Regions from separate parts of the Mus musculus genome. Here all the other regions are linked to region 3. A link is a contact called in public HiChIP or PLAC-seq and Micro-C data. All regions are on one chromosome and are shown on one strand. The core of a region is the stretch at or near the end of the contact, and the rest is flanking DNA. Distances in the headings are between cores, read along the strand shown.

The links. HiChIP or PLAC-seq counts read pairs in DNA pulled down with a chosen protein or histone mark. Hi-C and Micro-C count contacts between places; a contact is called where the count stands out from the background.
Region 1: a contact with region 3 is called in a Micro-C map of granulosa cells, with 2.8 times the contacts expected there. The contact joins two enhancer-like sites. A contact is called at or near these places in 2 of 15 datasets of contacts at CTCF or cohesin (the NIH/3T3 cell line and large pre-B cells), 99 of 484 Hi-C or Micro-C datasets (the 63-12 cell line, the AML12 cell line, the AtT-20 cell line and 63 more), 17 of 115 datasets of contacts at active chromatin or transcription factors (the HPC-7 cell line, bone marrow-derived dendritic cells, bone marrow-derived macrophages and 9 more) and 4 of 9 other capture datasets (adipose tissue, embryonic stem cells, liver and 1 more).
Region 2: a contact with region 3 is called in a CTCF HiChIP or PLAC-seq map of the NIH/3T3 cell line, with 11 read pairs. The contact joins the promoter of Fzd5 here to the enhancer-like site in region 3. A contact is called at or near these places in 13 of 39 promoter capture datasets (the C10 cell line, the HPC-7 cell line, Sertoli cells and 8 more), 3 of 15 datasets of contacts at CTCF or cohesin (the NIH/3T3 cell line, large pre-B cells and stem cell-derived epiblast-like cells), 54 of 484 Hi-C or Micro-C datasets (the AML12 cell line, the C2C12 cell line, CD8 T cells and 40 more), 42 of 115 datasets of contacts at active chromatin or transcription factors (the HPC-7 cell line, the NIH/3T3 cell line, T-cell acute lymphoblastic leukemia and 31 more) and 4 of 9 other capture datasets (adipose tissue, liver, macrophages and 1 more).

The regions. Positions count from the first base shown.
Region 1 is chr1:64,715,925-64,719,252 of GRCm38.p6, forward strand. Ccnyl1 (cyclin Y-like 1) reads left to right here. Exons shown (of 10, transcript NM_001097644.1): 8 at 2,207-2,373. Among named protein-coding and RNA genes, the nearest start is that of Fzd5, 20 kb to the right of the region's middle. Within about 2 kb of position 1,782, at least 37 of the 459 cell types and tissues checked have an H3K27ac peak or open chromatin away from gene starts, as enhancers often do. A contact at or near this core is called in granulosa cells and muscle stem cells, where this site is marked.
Region 2 is chr1:64,736,438-64,739,697 of GRCm38.p6, forward strand. Fzd5 (frizzled class receptor 5) reads right to left here and starts at 1,313. Exons shown (of 2, transcript NM_022721.3): 1 at 696-1,313; 2 at 1-416. The coding sequence starts at 163.
Region 3 is chr1:64,931,481-64,934,493 of GRCm38.p6, forward strand. All of the region lies in intron 2 of Plekhm3 (pleckstrin homology domain containing, family M, member 3), which reads right to left. It also overlaps the pseudogene Rpl31-ps24. Among named protein-coding and RNA genes, the nearest start is that of Gm51627, 24 kb to the right of the region's middle. Within about 2 kb of position 1,696, at least 21 of the 459 cell types and tissues checked have an H3K27ac peak or open chromatin away from gene starts, as enhancers often do. A contact at or near this core is called in the C2C12 cell line, the NIH/3T3 cell line, the STO cell line and 6 more, where this site is marked.

The sequences.
Region 1 (3,328 bases), core at 532-3,031, 220 kb before region 3:
TGCTTTTAGCCATGAAAATTAAGCATGGTAAAAACAACTGGAGAGTTTTTGTTTTAGATAAATGAGCAGAATACCTCCTTAGAGAAGTGGCATTTAAACAGCAGCCTAACTGCAAAGAGGAAGCAAGAAGCTTAGGTGTTATAGGCAGTGGAGCAGTGCCAGACCAATGATTTTCAACTTTTGGGTCGTGACCTCTTCTATCTCCAAAAATATTTTATATTATGATTCATAACAATAGCAAAATTAGAGTTATCAAGTAGCAGCAAAAACAGTTTTATGGTTATGGGTCCTGCATTAAAGGGTCGCAGCATTAGTGAGATGGAGATCCTCTGGGTAAGTCTGTGATGAAAGAACATTCCATGTACTCAAGGAAAGTAGGATGGCCATGTGGGGGGAGTAAGGACTAAGGGAAATTAGGGGTCAGTCTCACAGGGAGGGAGGTTCCAGGTTGGTTAGTGACTATTGCTAAGTCTTGAGCATGGGGAAAGTGACATTAATTTAGGAGGCTTTTCTACCTGTTTTTGGAGAGATAGACTATAATTGGAGGTCAGAAGAGAGGCAAGTAGAACGTTAGGAAGCTGTACAATGGTATGTGCAAGCAGTGAAAAATGCCCAGGATAGAGATTTGTTAGATTGCCAATAACAGACAGGTGTTGCTTGCAGACTGGAGAAGGATAACAGAGTTTAAGCTTCTACAACCAGGCAGGTGGAGAGGTAAAGAGGTCTGAATCTCTAAGTGAAGGCACTGATGAATGGCTTGGCAAGAGCTGTTTCAGAATAGTGATAGCAGCCAGAGACAGAAACAAGTGGGTGCACTAAGTGGTTGGCTGGAGGTGGGCTGGCATGTTCGTGATCTGCTGCTGAGCTGAGCTGAACAGAGCAACCAGACATTGACATTGAACTAATCTCTGGCTGAGATGCTGTGCACAGTGGAATGGAGCCAGACCCACAAAACACAAGAGTTGGCTTTGGTTTGAAGAAAACCAAGTCCTCTCTTGCAGTGACACAGGACAAGTGTTACTGAGGACCAGGACCTACCATACCTGTCAGTAAGGGCAGCCACGGTTTGCCAGTGCGCCACTGCTCTCTGACTACTTCTGGAACAGCCGGGGTGTCCTGAGAGAAAGATTCATTCCTCAGATAGTTGAGAGTTCCAAGTATGGGGGCTGGAGGATAAACTCATAGAGAACGTGTCATATTTGGCAGACATTTGTGTTTGGGAAAAAAAAATTGAGTTTGAAGAACATTACGAAATCTGAGCCGTTAGTCTAATGACCTTAAAAAAATAGTGATTATCTCTTACAAGTAAATTCCTTTTTTGCCTTTTTTATCTTGATAAAAAGCACTTCATACCATATATGGGCTGCCTTCCACAGCTGAACTTGACATCTAGTTTCTACCAATTAAAGATCATAAATACTTGTTGGGGAGCTTCTCTTGCCGTCCTCCAAACGGGACTGTTTGCATTAGCATAGCACTTGCATTGTCTCTAGGGTGGTCACTAATCTAGAGGAGATTTAAAACCGCGTCAGAAAACAGTCATAACAGGAGTTCAGGGCCAGCCTGAGCTGTATGTATAGTGATACCCTGTCTAACAAAGCAAACACTCATGATCTGCCTGCTTCAGTCTGTGCAGTGATTAAAGGCAAGGGAATTAATGAAATTTCAGATTATGTAAGAGAGAAAATGGCTTTTAGGAAGTGAGAGCAGAGAAGGGGAAATGACTGTGTAAAGGACCATCCTTAGGTGCAGGTGGCTCTGTGATGGCACAGTGCCTGTGATGCTGCTCTACCCAGCAGCCACTGGGAGGCTCTCTTGTCCTAGTTCCACACAGGGTTACTGTGAACTGGGAAAGGTTTAAATAATCTCAGGGTAGCTTGGTTTTTATACACTTAAGCCCAGCATTAGCATGCCTGTAAAATTACATGTGAGAAACTTGGGTTTAATGAACAGCCTGAATCTGCACTGAGCCTGTTTGCTGCTCTGCAAGCATGAAAATGACACCAGTATCACTCACTCTTCAGGATGCCCTTAACTAGTGACAGTCCTTGTTCTGATGAATGGGCCGAGTGGGCAGCTTTAGATCTAGCCTCTTGCTTAGGTAGAGCAGAGTCTCTGAAGACCTGCCTAGGGAAGCACAGAGGAGGCCTGTCATCCACACATTCAGCACACACCATGAACTAAAGCTCAGCTCTCTATTCCTCAGGTTTACTTAGAGAGGCTCCTAACTTATGCTGAGATCGACATTTGTCCCACCAACTGGAAAAGAATTGTTCTGGGAGCCATTCTTCTTGCCTCCAAGGTTTGGGATGACCAGGCTGTATGGAATGTAGACTACTGCCAGATCCTCAAGGACATTACGGTTGAGGACATGTGAGTATATAAGGTTTTGGAATGCTTTCAGAACCATTTTTCTAGTACTCTTAATTTGCTACTATAAAGTTTTACATAAAACTTAAAGAATGTTTTTAAAGGCTGTTTAAAACTCTTGTTTAAAGTTCTTTTTTGTTTGTTTTCCAAGACAGGGTTTTTCTCTGTATAGCCTTAGCTGTCCTGGAGCTCACTCTGTAGACCAGGCTGGCCTCGAACTCAGAAATTCACCTGACTCTGCCTCCCGAGTGCTGGGATTAAAGGCGTGTGCCACCTCCGCCCAGTCTTGTTTAAAGTTCTTAAAACTTTCCACCATGTATGTGTTTTGTTATATTGTATTTCTGTTCAAAAGAATAAGTTAACTAAGCAGCTACTTAAGCAGTGGAAATAGTCATAAAACTACATTCTTATCTCTAACTTTACAGCAGTTCATAGCTTCCATCATTAATTGGTAGGTCTTGTTATAATATGTTTAATAATATGCTTGATAAATTATTTTTCTTGTTGGTTTTGGTGACCTTTGCAAGGACAGCATAGTACAGTATATATGCTATTACTTTTTAAAAGCCTCCTCCCCTTTTAAGGGGCTTTTGAAAGGATCTGCCTGTGTTGATGTCTCAGAGCATCTAGTCTTCTGTAAGGTTTAGCTTGAGGCTGAGTCATTCATTGTCTATTTACTCTTGCTGTCCCCACTTTTAATCTGAGCATTTATAACAGAAACTGTGAGGTACAAAAGTAAAAGTTTTACTCTGCATGTGGAGAGTTTGTTTTTAGAAATGGTCTCATGAGCCAGGAAGCTCCAGGATTCCTCTCAGGCAGTCCTAGAAGCAGCTCAGAGGTTTCACTGGGTTATGAGGACACTCAGCACTTGCCCAGTTACAGCAGCGCTCTGCAGGCCCCAAGCTCACTGAGAGCATAGCCTTAGTGATGGCCACTAGCATGGGCTTCATGCTGTAAT
Region 2 (3,260 bases), core at 63-2,562, 200 kb before region 3:
ACTGGTTGGGCATGTGCGTCAGGTTGTAGCCGATGCCTCGGCACATGGGCACCGTGATTTCCTGGCACACCGGGGCCTTGGAGGCGGCCGCTGCCCGGCCCACCAGCTGCGCCAGCAACAGCAGCAGAAGAGAGGGAGGCGCAGACGGGTCGGGTCGAGCCATCGTCTCCTTCTTCCCTTTGCCTCCCGCTGCCTGAGAGGGTCTGCGTTGGCCGACGAATCTGCGGCCGGGGCTTCCCTCTCCGGAGTCTTGAGTGTGACGCCCGGGCTGGCAACCTGTTGGTTTCTTTTTCTCTTAAAGAAATCCGTCCAAAGATAAACTGTTTCTGGAAGGCGCTGCCTCCGCCGGCAGCACTCAGTTCCACACCAGATAGGGCTGGAGGGATGATTAGGGCTCCGACTCCAAGGACAGAACTCTTAAAAGAGAAGGTAGGGGAAAAGAAAAATCGCAACCACTCCTCTTAGAGGAGCGCCAACCACTTGGTCTCCGCAAACCAGCTCCAATCTCAAGATTAACTCCTTTCCTCCCCTCCTCCTAGAACCAAACTTCAGACGCCCCCACCCCCTCCACCCCACTGCCCGCGCCCGCCTCTCTTTTCTGGCCCGGCCCTGCAGGCTGTGCCTGGGGCCAGAGAGCTCAGTCCCCGAGATGGGGGCAGAGGAACCGGGTGAACTGGGAAGACGCGGGCTCTCACCTCGGAGGATCCTGCTGGGCGGCAGATGTCTGCGACCAGCCGGGCTCCTCAGTCGCGCGACTCCGAATCGGGCCAGAGCTGGGAAAGTTTAACGACAAGCTAGGTACCTGTGGCGGCGACACATGGCAGCAGGTGGAGGGCGTTTCAGAGAGCAGGGCGCCCCTCGACCATGGGCGGCGCGGGCCGGTCACTCGCCTTCTCTTCCTTCGGGGCCCCCTGCATGATTCGGGCAGAGCAAGGCAGGGGCAGGCCGTGCCTTCCACCGGCGTCCCGGGGCCGGGACGAAGGGCAAGGGCGCCGGGCAGCACTTGAACTGCGCGGAGGGGTGCGGCAGCCGGAGGGGACCCCGCCACCTCACAGCACAGCGAGCAGCCAGCGCTGGTCGGGCGGGGACTGCATAGTCCGCACCCGCCGCCGCGTCCCGCCAGCCGCTCGCCGCCTCCCCTGCAGGGGGCTCCGCGCTCCAGCAGACTCCGGGGGGCGGTGGCGGCGCTCTCGGGACGCGCCCCGCTCGGCTCCTCCCCCGCGCTCTCGCACTCTTTCGCCCACCTCCAGGGAGCTCCGAGCTGTGCGCGACGGCAGAGGACAAGTCGCGGCCGCAGGCTGACTGCCCTCTCCCGCCCCGCCCGGGTCACCTGCCTCTAATGCCCGCCGGGAGGCCCCGCCCCGGGACCGCCCCTCCCGCCCCCTCCCGCCCTGCCCCGAGCTGGGCCGTCCCACGAATCGCTCTCCGGGTCCCCGCCCACCGCCCCGCTGTCCTGGCCTCTCCGCGAGCGCCCCGCGGCCCCGCCCGGAGCGGGCAGCGGAAGAGCGTCGGCCAATAGTGGACCGGGAAGTTACGAGGGCGGGGTCAATGCTAATGAGTCCTCCCAGAGAACCCGGGCGGGAAACCTGGCCCCAAGTCCTTCTGGAGTTCTCTGCGGTGGTTCACCAGGATGGTGCTCACTTTCCTGAGGGCTCTGTTCTCTGAACGCCGGCTTCCAGGGCCTCCACCAGGCCACCTCTCTCCAGCTGAGTGTCCTTATCGAGGTCTGGCGCTTGTTTAAAGGGATGAGAGGTCAATTCGGTTGTGCCACCTGTCCTCTTTCTAAGCTGCCTTGTGCTAGGTGACAGACGTGCTAGTACTTAATGAGCAACCTCGTGTTAGTTAATCGTTTACACCTTGATACGCGATCTGGATACCGTAGGATTCTGAGGCCAGAACACCTCAGAACTTGACCTACACAGCTGAGCTAACAAGACAGCAGAGACGTTGACAAACTTGTGCCCCTCCCTGTGCGAGCTCCTGGCACACAATAGGCGCTCTGACCTGGAATCCCAAACCAGAAGCTGGGCAGCAGAGTTCACAATCTTTACCACTCACCCCTCCCTTAGAAATATCGATATTTCCCAGGCTTTGCCCTTTTATATATAACAAAATCTTGTCCTTGTGACAAGAGAATGAATTTCTTTCCAGTTTTGGAAGTCTCTAGAGACGTTAGTCCTTAGCAGTTGCGGTTTATAATCCCTGGCAGATCCGAATTTGCCCACAGAGAAAAACTCTTGAACTGGAGCAGTGTACAGCTCAGGGTGCTTGGTCCCCCAGGGTTGGCTGCTGTGCACTCTGGCGAGGTTGAGACCGGATAACCGGGGCGTACTGGGGCAGTGGGAACCGTGAAAAGACCTGCTGCGCACAGTCAACGCAGGGACACGCAGTGGCGCTCTCCTGATGGGTTAGTATACTCCAAGTTTTAAATGTCCCACAAATGCCTCTCTTCTACGAGTTCTAATTAGGCTGGGAGACCGAGGTGTTTAGCATGCTTGAAATTCGTTCACACGCTTATGAAGAGGCTTTAAATTGTAGACTGCTCCTTCACTCCTCCTTCCGCTGGGGGAGGGGAGTGGGAGGGATTTGAAGTAGGGGAGGGCATAGGAGTACTTGAAGGACTCTGAACTGGCCTCACTGACTGAGATCTGTTGGGTTGTTATTGTCTTCTGTGCCGTCTGTACGGGCTGAAAAGCCATCTTCAGTTTATCAGCAAGGCGTTGTGGAGGCTAATGAAACTCCGTGTTTAATCTCAGACATCACAGCTAAATGTTTATAATGTATATTGCTTCATTCCCTAGAATTCTACCTCTTTTATTATTCTATCTCCCTAGAATTTAATCTCTTTAGTTCTTAGTAACTGCTTGGCCCTCGGGGTCTAGAAACATCCCGGGCTAAGAATTATTGGAGGGGTGAAAAACTATAGCACACCAGTCAGATAAGGAAGGACCCGTAGTGGAAAGTATGTCCAGCCTGCCGACATGCCAAGGGAGGCTGCTACACTTTATGTGCTGTGTATGTTGCTGCGATGGACAAGTGTTGGCTAATAATAAAAATTATTTGGAAGTTGGAGAATGTAAACTACTCACACTGGAATTCACCCAGGAACCTTGGGTTGTTCCACTTGGTTCTGCCTAGACCATTACTGTCTTACTGCTCTGTCAACCTTCCTTAACAACAAAAATCTGACTTTTGCTTAGAGATCCCAAGTAGTTACAGTAGTAATGGAAGGGAACGTTGGCTGGGTGTGGTGGCTCAGA
Region 3 (3,013 bases), core at 446-2,945:
CAACCTGTTCAGTCTGTATATATACTTGTATTTTTTCCAAGGTATTAATGTCAGAAGCTATACCTGTAAAGTCTTGCCAACATTACTGCCTAAACATGAGCTGAACAAGAACAACAGACACACTAAAGTGGACAGAGAAAGCCCAAGCCCACAGGCAACTAAGGAATGCAGAGAGAAGAACAAACGGTCTGTCCCAAGGAAGAGCACACCAATTCACGACCTGTCCTGATTTTCCTCAGTGCTGATGCACAGACTTCAGCCTAACAAGGGACAGGGCAATTGCTCAGTTGGTAAAGTTCGTACAAGAAGCATGAAGACCTGACTTCAATCCTTTATACGAATGCAAATAGCCAGGTATGGCAGCAGGTATCTGTAAACCCAGCTCTGGGGAAGCTGAGATAAAAGGGTTGTTCCCCCGAGCTTGCTGGCTAGCCAGTCCAGCAGAATGAGCAAGAGCCAGGATAAAAATGAAACCCTACCTCAGAAAGAGTAAGAGAGGAAGACATCTAATGGGGCTCTCTGGCCTCCACATGCGCGCACACACTCGCACTCACACACATACACACACACACACACACACACACACTCACTCACACATAATCACACATATTTACAGATACATACACACACATACACTCATACACACATACACATTCACATACACTCACATATATTCTCCCTTTCACATATACATACATGGAACTCGTGTGCTCATACTTGGTCCAGTACAAAGTTTTCTATAATATGGTTCACATTTTTAAAGGGCTTCTGGTCTAAGATAAAGGATTGGTAGAAAGTAATTAACTATAATATACAACAGAATAAGTGTTTATGGAAGAAAAAAAAACACAGGGTACTGGAAAAGGGGGAGAAAAAACAAACTGGAAGAGTCTGAGGGACAATGTGGCATTTGAGTTGGTCCTTGAAAGATAATGAAGGATTTATGTAAAGCAAAAAAGACATGGAGAATCTCCGTTATAAAGACACAGCTTGGGCAAAAGCCAGGGACCAGGAAGCACAAGGTCCATTGAAAAATGGCAAAACATCTCGGCAAGGAACAACAAAGGTGATAAGGCTGAAAAGATTCCAAATGCTTCATAAAGTTCACACAGAGTCACAAGTGACAGCCGCGATTAGTTTGTTTCAATTGTATACTTTTATTTTTATTGTATTCCTTGCCTATAAATATGTCTGTTTACTGTGTGAGTGTGGCCCCTGTAGACGTCAGAGAGGGCAACAGATCTCCTGGAACACGCGTAACAGGAAACCACTGTATGGGTGCTGGGAATCAAGCCTAGGTCCTCTGCAAGAGCAACCAGTACTCTTAACCTCTAAGTCATCTCTCCAGCCCTATAGAGTTCCTTTCTATGAACACAGTAGCACAAAGACCTATGCTTTAGAAAGATAACCTAGAAGTTTGAAAAATTAATAAGCACCGTTTTTCTAGTCAAAAGAGAATAAAGTGCACTAAAAGAACACCCACAAAGACCCTCAAACACTCCATTTTCAGGGGGCTCTTACAGCAGTGTTAGGAATTGGAATACAGGCTGTCAGTGAAGCGCACTGGGTCTCCTATGGCTGCCATGGCCAAAAAGGGATCATTAACCAGTGGAAATTTTGACCATACACAATCAACTTCCTGTGACCTATTTTAGCAACTTTTTTACACTGACTAATCTGTGAGAGGGTGAATCACAAATTCAGCAAGACACTGTGTCCTGGTGACCTCACTTATTCTAAACCCACATGAATATTTCCATCTCTCCTGGCTCCAGGGCTTTTAAGAAATGGCATAATTGAAAAAGCAGTCATTTTAGTTCAAGTCCCAAATTTGCCTTTTTTTTTTTTTTTTTTTTAAGTGAGAGATGGGGAAAGAGAACTGAAGCAGTGGCATGAAGCTCAGGATAAAGGACTAGACTGCGGTGGTTTGTCTAGCCGTAAAGAAAATCTCTGCTTGAGACCTTCTCCTAAAGTACTCAGAACAAGAAAACACAGGGCCAGGAGCATGCCGGGTCACCAGAGCGGCACCTACAGAAACAAAAGCCCAGCTGACCACTGCCCTTACCCAGCAGATGAAAATGTGACACAGTCAGGGAGGAGAGCAAGTTCCACTCTGGTAGTTGGTTGAGATTCGGGACTCTACAGCGAATATAAAAGATTCCTTTAATTTTTTTTTCATTTAAAAAGTTACCACTGCAGTTCATGTAGCAGTAGACTTAAAAGTTACACAGAAATCTCTCACTTGTGAAAAAATTCTAACCATACTTTTGTTTCAGTTATTAAATTATCTTAATCATTGATCTGAATATAGCAATTAGTTCCCACACCATTCAAGCACATCCTAGAATGATACAGTTTTAGGGCTGGGAAGGACTGCGGAGATAATTCAATCTGTCTTGCTAAGTTTTTAAAGAGACAATAAAAGGTTTTTCCAAATTTGTACAGTGAGACAGGAGTAGAGCTTGGAAATGACTCCTGAGTCCTATTTGAATATTCTTTCTAGACAGTAGCATCTTCATTTGTCATGTGCAAGTGTACATACAATCTATTGAACATACATAAAACCAATAAACAGATACAGGTGCATGTGTGTATGCATATAATCTATTAAACATACATAAAATATATAAAACAGATATAGGTACAAGTGTGTGTGTGTACAATCTTTATTCGTATCTAAAAACATATCTGACACCCATGTGGTCATTAGATGTTTTACTTTAAGATGTGTATGTCTGGACTTCATTCTGTGATGGCGGGATTCTACCTCCTCTATCCTCCGGGGAATTCCTTCATGCCTATGAGTGTCCTGTTTCTCAGGAAGTAACATGACAGTGATACAGAGAAGATGAGCATTAGTACAGACACTCATCTGTGTTCGTTAAGAGCTAGTCTTGCTTTTCCAACTTGGGCCGGGCAGAATGGCTACCGCAAAGAAGGGTGGTGAGAAGAAGGACCGTTCTGCCATCAACGAGGTGGTGACCCGAGAATACACCATCAACATTCCTTCACA